2 separate regions of the Sus scrofa genome follow, and region 2 is linked to region 1. Evidence: chromatin contacts called from public HiChIP or PLAC-seq data. All regions are on one chromosome and are shown on one strand. Each heading gives the region's core, a stretch centred on a gene start, on an enhancer-like site or on the middle of the called end of the contact. The rest is flanking DNA. Distances are from core to core; before and after follow the strand shown.

What was found. HiChIP or PLAC-seq counts read pairs in DNA pulled down with a chosen protein or histone mark.
Region 2: an H3K27ac HiChIP or PLAC-seq map of skeletal muscle shows a contact between it and region 1. The contact joins the promoter of PRELP here to the enhancer-like site in region 1. A contact is called at or near these places in 15 of 47 Hi-C or Micro-C datasets (adipocytes, adipose tissue, alveolar macrophages and 10 more) and 1 of 2 datasets of contacts at active chromatin or transcription factors (skeletal muscle).

The regions. Positions count from the first base shown.
Region 1 is chr9:64,152,298-64,157,359 of Sscrofa11.1, reverse strand. No RefSeq gene overlaps it. Among named protein-coding and RNA genes, the nearest start is that of PRELP, 36 kb to the left of the region's middle. Within about 2 kb of position 2,824, at least 56 of the 83 cell types and tissues checked have an H3K27ac peak or open chromatin away from gene starts, as enhancers often do. A contact at or near this core is called in adipose tissue, alveolar macrophages, liver and 5 more, where this site is marked.
Region 2 is chr9:64,187,930-64,192,991 of Sscrofa11.1, reverse strand. PRELP (prolargin) reads right to left here and starts at 2,010. Exons shown (of 3, transcript XM_003130106.4): 1 at 1,833-2,010. LOC106507842 (a long non-coding RNA gene) reads left to right here. Exons shown (of 3, transcript XR_001304135.2): 3 at 774-1,823.

The sequences.
Region 1 (5,062 bases), core at 1,575-4,074:
GTCTCTTTTATAGGGACACAGATCTACTCATGAGGGCTCCAACCTCATGACTGAATCACTTCCCAAAGGCCCCACCACCAAATACCATCACATTGGCAGGTTAGGATTTCGACATATGAATTTGGGTGGGGGAAACAAAGTTTCAGTCTATAGTAATATAGAAAGTATTTAATACAGTCAGGATATGTTAGGGTTGCCAAGAGGAAGGGTGGGTCAGAGATTGGGTGACCATATTTTCCCAACTCAAAATTGGGGCAGTTAACTGGTCAGTTATAACTTGGAATTGGAACAAAGTATTCACATCAGGACTGACCAAAATAGTCAGGTGGGTCACTTTGTCCAGCAGTTGTCCTGCCCAGTTGAGGCTTGATGTGATCTGTGGTGACAGCTACTGTGATGAGGAAAAAATGATGCCTGTACGAATATTTTCAGCCTTCCGCCCTCTCCCCTGCCTAGGAGAGAGCGGTTAACCCAGTCCTCTTCCTCCCCTCCTCTCTCTCCAGGGAGCATCTGTTGATTTTGGGCTTTTGTGTTGCAGAATCAGGAGGAAAGTGGCAAGAAGGAGAAGGGATGTGTGACTGGAGCTGGAAGAGGAGTTTAGGGGTAGGAATTTTGGAAAGGAGAGAGGCACAGGATCAGAGTTGGTATGTAGAGAAATACATGGGAGAGGAAAAACAGGATTTTAAGGAGTATTGCTCTGATCCTCTTCAGAGTATTTGAGAATGCATACAGATATCCTGAGTTATTTTGAAACATCTCTTGGTTACCAGGCTGAGTTTATTGGAAAGCAACGGCTTTGAGAATGGACCGTGTGGGCTCTCTGGGTGCTGCACGTGACTTCACAGCAGAAGCGGGTGGGGTGTGCTTCTATGCATTGGAGACATTTGGGTCAGTGACTATGAGGGGAAGAGGCCAGAGCCAAAGAAATAGTTCATCTGTCCCAGGCTGGGATGTCCGTGTGACTTGTGGCCTGGAGAATTTGGGCTGCCCCAGGTCCAGCTGTGTCCAGATGTGTGAAAGAAGCTCAAAGGCTTAGGGCTTTTAAAGACCCGTTTGTGTGTGTCGTCACTGACTAGTCTGGCTGTAGCCCCTGGAGCAGCTCAGGGAGAGGAGGTGGAGGGGAGGGGCCGGGAGGGAGCTTGACCGGCTCTCAAAACAGAGGGAACTGGGCTGGAGGGAGAAGCAGGAGTTTTGCTGGGCCCTGACCTGAAACTCAGAAGTAAAGCCAGGGAGAAAATTGCCCTGAGAGTAAGGGTATGTGGGTAAAGTGCTGCCTCAATTTCCTGGAATTTATCAAGGATTTGGGAATAAATTGTGGTTCTTACACCTATTTGTTCCTCAAACCCAATACCATGCCTAACAGGTTGTGACTGCTCCATAAAAATTGTTAGAGGGAAGAAGGGAAGGAAGGAAGGCTGGTTGGATATGTGATCTCCTTTCAAAATTAATTGGCTACCTAATTAAGACATGACATTGTTCTCACTGAAATCTAATTTCTCCTGGAGGCAAAATTGCTGTAGAAGACCTTAATTTCAGTCCTAAATGTCTACAATTCTGGAGTTCCTTTTGTCTCCTCTGATCCATCCACTCCTCCTTGCTCATAGAATTTGGAGTGATGGGGAGGCCATCTGTCATCCGACAGACCTGCATTCAGATTCCTGCATTCAGACCTCCACCACGTTAGCCATGGAGCCCCAGGCAAGGTACTGAAATTCCTTACAAAAGTGTCAGTCTCCTGTAAAAGATGTCAGTGCCTTGCTGAAATGAGGGTTCAATGAGATGTGTCTAAAAGTCCCGCCCGACACAGCCTCTGACACGTAGGCTCTAGGGATGCTCAGCTCTCCCTTCCTCTGGCCAATAAACTCAATCCTGTTCATAGACTGATCTGACCATTTCTCACACTTTATCTCTTCAAGCTGCTCTCTTGCACTTTCCTCATCTCTGGCCTTGTTTCCTCCTGACACCTTCAGGCTTGGTCGCTGCTCCCGGCCCTGTTTCTCTGTAGCTTCTCTCGCTGGCTCTGCTCGGACTCTTGGTAGGACCTTGGCAGTGAACCTCCAGGAGACTCATGCCTGAGAGATGAGGGGCCCACATGGCATCATCGAGAGGGCTGTCTGCTCAGTGGCTGGTGGAAAGTTAATGCCCCTCTCTTTCCAGCAGCTGCGCACAGCCTCTTATCAGGGAAAAATTAAATTAAAATTTAAGAACTGATGCTCCTACATTCCCTGGCATTCCAGGGCTCTGGTTCAGCCCCAGGGGGTCCCCACACGCCTCTGGCCTTCTGCCTCTCCTCTGCATCCCAGCTTCAGCTGGGCCACCTTCCCCTTTGACTCTGCCCTCCATCCTCGGCCTAGATGGAGATAGTGGGCTCCAGGCTGGCAGAAGCTTTGGCTTCTCCAGGCCTGATCACTTTCACCTTGCCCCACAAAGGTGGGGGGCTCGCACAGAGTGCCCCAGCCCCAATGTGGCCTTTTAGATGGACCTCTGAGAAGCTTGTTTTTCATTAGATTGCAGTGGGAAATGCCCACCAGCAGGGGGTGGGTCTGTGCCTGATTCGGAGGAAGACAACACCTCAGAGCCGTCAGCCTATTCTGAAGAGTGTGCCCAAAAGCCCAGGGGAGTGATCAGTGGTGAGAATGGAGAAAGTGCAGGGGCCATGCCCAAGGCTCACCCCCAAGCAAGGGCCCCCTGAGCCCTCTCCCTCTGGGAGACAAAGCCTCAGGAGGGAATGAGATCAGAGCCTGCTGTCTGTCCACCGTGGGGCACCAGCGCACCGCGAGGAGGGCTGCAGAGGAGCTGCCAGCGTGGCTCTGTCCAGGTTGCGGAGCCAGTGGCTTGGGGAGGAGCTGCTCCAAGCCGCCCTGGCAAGCCCTTCTCACATTCCGGAGCACAGAGGACCCAGAATCCCCAGCTGGGCCCGAGGCATCTGGGCTGGCATCCAGCCCAGACGTTTCCTCCTTTCTGTTCTCTTTTTGCTTCCTGGGGCCAAAGGTTCAGCGGGAGCTTCACCTCTCTTCTCAACAGAGGAGCTGTGCTGGAATCAGGGAGGATAGGGAAAGGGGTGGGTGTCAGCCAGGAGAACTTTCTTTTTTCTTTTCTTTTTTCTTTTTTTTTTTTTTTTTGTCTTTTTGTCTTTTTTAGGGCTACATCCATGGCATATGGAGGTTCCCAGGCTAGGGGTCTATTCAGAGTTATAGCTGCCAGCCTACTTCACAGCCACAGCAACACCAGATCCTAGCCACTTCTGCGACCTAACCACAGCTCACGGCAATGCCAGATCCTTAACCCACTGAGCGAGGCCAGGGATCAAATCCGCAACCTCGTGGTTCCTAGTTGGATTCGTTTCTGCCGTGCCATGATGGGAACTCCCAGGAGAACTTTCCACTTCTTTTAAGATTGTTGGAAAGCCAGATATCTCTAAAATGTGGGGAGCATCCCAAGCGCACAGCACTGGGCCAGCCAGCCCCAGAGATGAGGAGGCCTGGTCTCTGTCCCTGGAGCTGTCTAGTGGGGAGGGGGCTGCTCTGAAGGGTCCTTGACAGCTTCATGGGCTGGACACCTAGAGGAGATCAAAAGAGATGTCACCGGGGTTTCCAAACCATTGTGCTCCACAGGCTGGCCAAGGGTGTGAGCAACGTCTATTCATGGGCTGTGCCTACCACAGTGCCTAGGTCACCGGAGGAGCTCAATAAAGTTTGTTGAATGAATGAATGAATGAAATGAGGTTGTCCAAAAAGGGTTCCTGGGAGTTCCCATCGTGGTGCAGCGGAAACGAATCTGACTAGGAACCCATGAGGTTGTGGGTTCGATCCTGGTCTCACTCAGTGGGTTAAGGATCCAGCATTGCCATGAGCTGCGGTGTAGGTTGCAGACACGGCTTGGATCTGGCGTTGCTGTGGCTCTGGCATAGGCCAGCGGCTACAACTCCTATTGGACCCCTAGCCTGGGCACCTCCATATGCTGCTGGTGTGGCCCTAAAAGGACAAAAGACAAAACAAACAAACAAACAAACAAACAAAAAACCGGAAAGGGCTCCTGGAGAAAAGGGAATCTGAACAGGGCCTTGGAGAATGGGCAGGATTTGACCAGGTCTAGTTTATCCTAGGCAGCTGGAAGCCTTGTCAAGGAAGGCAGGAAAGGGGACTGGCTGTTCTGGACAAGGGCAGGAGGAACAGTCCCTCTGTCACTGTCAGCATAAAGCGCAGCGCCCCCCCCCCCCCAGCATTACTCCCACGCCCCTTCAAGCAGCTTTGCCTTCCACTTCAACACTATCTCATTCTCATCCCACCCTTACCTCTACATGGTGGTCCCTTCCTCCCCAGATCTCCCGTCCATAGTTGGATTGGTCAGCCCTCCTATGTGTGGCCTCGGTACTCCACGCGTGCCCATTCTCACACTTATCACCCTCCACCAGTCATGAACAAGTTGCCCAGATTCCCGCAGAGACTGCCAGCCACCGTCAGAGACAACTGACTAAGACTTTAGCAATATGGGTGCCAGTGTCAGAGGCGGCCAGCACCCGTGAGGCCAAAGGTGCAGCTGACAAAACAGAGAAGGTGCGGCTCCCAAACACTCTTGACCTCAGTTCACATAACATCTTTCTTTCTCATCTAAGCGAAAGAGGCTGGACTGAAATGAGTCTGGCTTACCAAGCTTTTCCATAAAGCGTTAGTGATTTCTGATCACCCTTGGCAAACATACTTGGTGGGTATGGATTTCCCATTAGCCTCTAAACCTCTTGGACCTAGAGATCAAGTCTCATTCGACTTTGATTCACCAACTAAGCACCACACCAGGCATATGGTAGGCTTAATAAGTAATTGCTTATTTATTTGGTTAATTAAGTGATCACATCCACTCATAGAAGGTGTCATCATAATTTCCAGTCTCTGCCCTCAATCTTGAAAGGGCTTCAGAAAGGGGTGCCTGCGCCTAGAGTGAATGCCCAGAATAGACATAATACCAGAAATGGGAATAAGAATTGTACTCTAGTAAATGGGAAGCGAGTTCCCAGCTAAACATTATATGCTTAGAGATAGGAAAGGGTTTAGAGAGCACTTAG
Region 2 (5,062 bases), core at 761-3,260, 36 kb before region 1:
TCATGACTTCCCCTCCCAACCCTTTGCACCTGGCTTTTTGGCCCTTCCAGCCTCCCACATGGGCCCCATAAATGGGGCTGCCCCTCTACCCTGTGTGAGCCACCAGAACAGACAGCTGTTTGGGGGGATCCAGAAGGGATGGGGGCCCAGGGCAGGCAGATTAGTAGGCAAGGGGAAACATAAGCTCTTTGGAACTACTTTGAGGGAATTTTCTTTCTGGAATGTTCTCCCTTTATCTGGCTGCCAATGCTTGCCTGGAGAAGGGAGGTGGGATGTTCACAAGAGAGCTTCCCTTTTCCCTCAGGTGCTTGCTTCTACTCCGCAAAAGAGGGTGGCCCGTTTGGAGCACTCTGGAGCTCCTCCATCAGACAGTCCTTGTCCAGGATGCCACATAGGCCTTCTGCCCAGATAAGACTGCCAGAAGTCCTGGGCTCTTCCGTCCCACATGGGACTCCCTCGGGCCCCTGGTTCAGATGCTCTCAAGTCCTAAAACAACAACAGATTCCTGGGTCTCGATGCAGTGGTTCTGGAGCAAGGGGTCTATGTTTTTAGTACGCACCCCTCTCCTCCACCCCTGCCCCCAGATCAACTGTATTGAGAAAACTTAATCTGGCCCATGCCCTGCCTGCCATGGGACAGCTCTTTCTCCTGGAGTGAGGTGGTGGGTAGAAAAGGTCCACCCTCTTTGGAAACAAGCTCCATTCAGTTACCCACTTTAGTTTTTCCCCTCCCTGACTGATTAAGGAACTACTGTCCCTTTTTCTCTCCCACAGGGACCTCTTGCCAACCTGGGATGATTTTGAAGTGGCTTTAAAAAGAAATATGCCTGCAATAAAAATGAAATGCTTTGCCCCCAGAGCTGAGAATTATGACCTCCAAAGCTTGGGAGCGGGGTTGCTTTCTTCTCTTTCTTTCCAAAAGACAAGTGGCTTGGACCAGTGAGACTGAGAAAGTCAGAGGTACAGGGAGGACACTGTGCAGATGGGAAAGCTATTTTTCCCTCCCCTGCCTAATTAAGTTCTAAAGAGCAAAGACATCCTTCCAGCTTTTGCACTCGTTCATCCCCTTCCTGCTCAGGCTGGACGCAGGACACATGATTTCTTTTGGCTCCACCATCACAGTGGGAAAATGCACTTTCCCTTTCCTTGTACAGTTGGGGAGGTGTGTGAGAGGGTGAGAGACAAGAGGCAGTGTGTGTGTGTGTTTGTGTGTGCGTGTGCGTGTCCCTCCTGGTGTCTGGTCACTATGTGGTCTAGCGCTGCACCTCCTGTGCAGCCAGAGTGGAGGTGAATGGACAGGATGCCTTTGTACTGTGTGTGTAGTTTGTGTGTGTGCATGTGGAGTGGAAGCGTAGCCTCTGTGTGACACGTGTGTATGCCTGTGATGGTGTGTGACAAAACGTGAAAGGTTCAGAGAAATGGGTTCTAGAGTAGGGTTTCTCTGGGAACCTGATTTGTAGAAATGCTGTGTGTGGTGTTTGTCTGCCCTACAACCAACACCCGTACCAAGAAAGTTTAACTTTGCAGCAAAACAAAGACATGGATAGAGAATGATGAAGAGAAGAAAGAGGGTGGAGAAGAAATGAGGAAGAATTAATTTGAGTTCCTTTGAAAGGAGAGATGTTTGGTGGGTGGAAGGAAAAGATAGAGACTAGATCAATAACAAGAAATAACAAATGAGGAAGAATTAATTTGAGTTCCTTTGAAAGGGGAGACGTTTGGTGGGTGGAAGGAAGGAAGGAAAAGATAGAGACTAGATCAGTAACAAGGTTGGACGGAGCAGGAGACTGGCTGGAGGCAGGAGTCTTCCTCCCCATCTCCCACTGGGCTTACCTGTACCACCTGCCTCTCCTCTCAGCTCTGGGTTTAGTGTCCGGCAAGGCTCCCTCTGATTCCCCCCACCCTTTGGTGGAGCTGTGGCAGCAGAGAGCCAGCTGGAAGTTCTGATCTCCTTGTGGTGTGTTCGTGCTCGAGTTTGCCTGACTTTTCTTCCACTGGATCCTATTGGGGTGGGGAGGTTAGGTTAGGGGGAGGGACAGGCAGATCCAGATCGTAAGGAGGGAGAGGAGGACGGAGGGAGGGGGGAGGAGGGAGGGAGGAGAGAAGAGAGGGAGGGAGCTTGGGAAAGGAGGAATGACAACAATAAAGTCTTTATTTAGCAGCCAAAACTCCCAAAGACTTCATCCACACACCATGCCCACTAACGGACTCGTTTTTAATAACATTTCCTTCTGCTGCTGCTTCTGGGAGGGAGATTGTTTGACCCATGTTTGGAAAGCAAGCCAAATTAACAGAGGAAAAGGAATGAAAAGCAACTTCTGTGCAGGCCAGGACTGGATGGCTGGGTCCAGCACCAGACTGTTTCATTCCTCCTCCTAACAACTGTCTTGCTTCTGATGCCCTTCACTGCCCGTGTTCAATTCCCAGATGTGAGGGGTGTGGGATGTTTCCTTTAAGCAGACACAATTCTTCCCCAGGTTGCCTTCTCTGAGAGGTTGCTAAGGGAATGGAGTCTTGCTGTGCAAGCTAGCCCAGGACTGAGCCTTGGTTTGGGATGCTCTGAGAACCAGAGAGGGAAAGTCTGACCTGGGATTATACTGCAAAGGCAAGAGAGTAAAAATTTGCTGTAAGACTTAAAGTCACTGTCCATGTGGACAGTGCCAGCTTCTCCATGTATATTGTACTCAGGAGAGATTTGGGGGCCATATAGTCATCACACAAAGTATATGGGGGAATCCCAGGGTCCCCTGTCCATGTCATCCCATTCAAGTAAGACCATTACCTCTATCAGTTCTCTCAACCAAAAACTACAACACACTTATAGCTGTGTTAAGTAGCTGCCCATCAAAACTTCCTGCGACCTCAGTTGACTACTTAAAAAACTCAATGGGATTTACTTTTTCTATCATCAGTCCTTGGAGAGCTGCTGAGCCCAGTGATGGGAACTCCCTTCTCCCTTCCCCAATCTGGCAATAAAGGGAAGAACAATAAAATTAGGATCAGCCGTCCTGGGCTCTGCCTCTTATGAATTATGTTGATCTTGGGCGAGTGAGTCACTTGATCGTGTGGAGCCTCAATTTCCTCATCTAAAAAATGGGGATAATACCTTCCTCACAGTGTTGGGAAGATTAAATGATATAAATATGAAAGCATTTTACAACCTGGGAAGATGTTAGGCTTTGGGAGGGGGATTATGATGAATGGTATCAGACTGAAAAACAAGGAAGAAAAAATAAAACCTGCACCTTCTTTTCCCATCCCCCTTCCACCCAAAATCTTGTGCCTTCCACACCGGCTGGTGAGGTCTTGCTGGAGGACAGTGTGTAGCTGCTGTCCATAGTCATTGACCCTGGGTGTGCTGGGACACTCACTCATGCATTTAGTTTTTCATCCAAAGTGTACATGTCCCCTTCTGCAGACTGAGGACATCAGACCCTAGCTTTGCTTGTTTCCCTTGGTGTGGTAGGTGGTCAGTAGCATTCAAGTAAGGTGAGCAAGGAGTTCCCATTGTGGTTCAGCACTAACAAACCCAACTAGTGTCCATGAGGACTTGAATTCCATCCCTGGCCCTGCTCAGTTGGTTAAGGATCCAGTGTTGCATGAGCTGTGGTGTAGGTCACAGATGTGGCTTGGATCTTGCGTTGCAGTGGCTGTGGTATGCTATAGGCTGGCAGCTGCAGTTCCTACTAGACCTCTAGCCTGGGAACTTCCATATACTGCACCTGCAGCCCTTAAAAGCAAAAAAAGAAAAAGAAAAAAATAAAAGGTGAGCAAGATACCATGAGGTTCTGGGAGGATGAGCAAAGGTGGGGGTGGGTGGGGTTGGACAGGGTGCAGAAGTATGATTTGTATGCATTTCTGTGGGGTTTGTCTGAATCCCCAGAGTCTATGTTCCTGGGCATCGATGATGACCAACTCTAAGCTGATGCGTCCTTCCATCTCTCCAGAGTTTCCCCCTGGCCGAGGCTATGCAGAGAGAATTGAAAGGAGGAGTGGAGACGACCAGGTGGATATTCAGAAATGTCTAGAGTAGAGTTGACTAATTGGTGATCTACTACTATGACTTGAGGACATAGTGTTTTTAGATAGCCTACTAATAAACTTTTTACTATGGAAAAATTTAAATATACACACATTTATACAGAATAGTGTTACTAACTCCCATGTACCTAATACCCAGCTCCAACAGTTACCAATTCATGACCCATCTTGATCCATCTGTGGCTCTCACTGTCATATACCCCACTGGTATATTTTGAAACATTGATGTATTTTTAAATTATATTTGACAGAACAATGTAAATCAACTGTAAGAAAAAATTAAAAATAAAAAGTATAGTTAATTTACAATGCCGTGACAATTTCTGCTCTATAGCAAAGTGACTCAGGCATACATATACATACATTTTTTAAAATAATATTTTCTATCATGGTCTACCCCAGGAAAGTGGATATAGTCCCCTTTGCTATACAGTAGAACCTCACTGCTTATCCATTCTAAATGTAAGAGTTGGCATCTCCTAACCCCAAACTCCTAGTCCACCCCACTCCCTCCCCCTCCCCCTCCCACTTGGCAACCTCAAGTCTGTTCTTTATGTCTGTGAATCTGTTTCTGTTTTGTAGATAGGTTCATTTGTGCCACATTTTGATTCCACATATAAGTGATATCATATGGTATTTGTCTTTCTCTTTCTGACTTACTTCACTTAGTATGAGAATCTCTAGTTGCATCTATGTTGCTGCAAATGGCATTATTTCATTCTTTTTTTGTGGCTGTGTAGTATTCCATTGTGTATACTTACCATATCTTCTTAATTCATTCATATGTTGATGGAAATTTAGGTTGTTTCCATGTCTTGAGTATCATAAATAGTGCTACTATGAACATACAGGTGCATGCATCTTTCTTTTTTTCTTTTTTTCTTTTTCCTTTTTGTGCTTTTTAGGGCTACACCCTTGGCATATAGACGTTCCCAGGCTAGGAGTCCAATTGGTGCTGTAGCTGCTGGCTTATGCTACAGCCACAGCAACGTGGAATCCGGACGAGTCTTTGACCTACACCA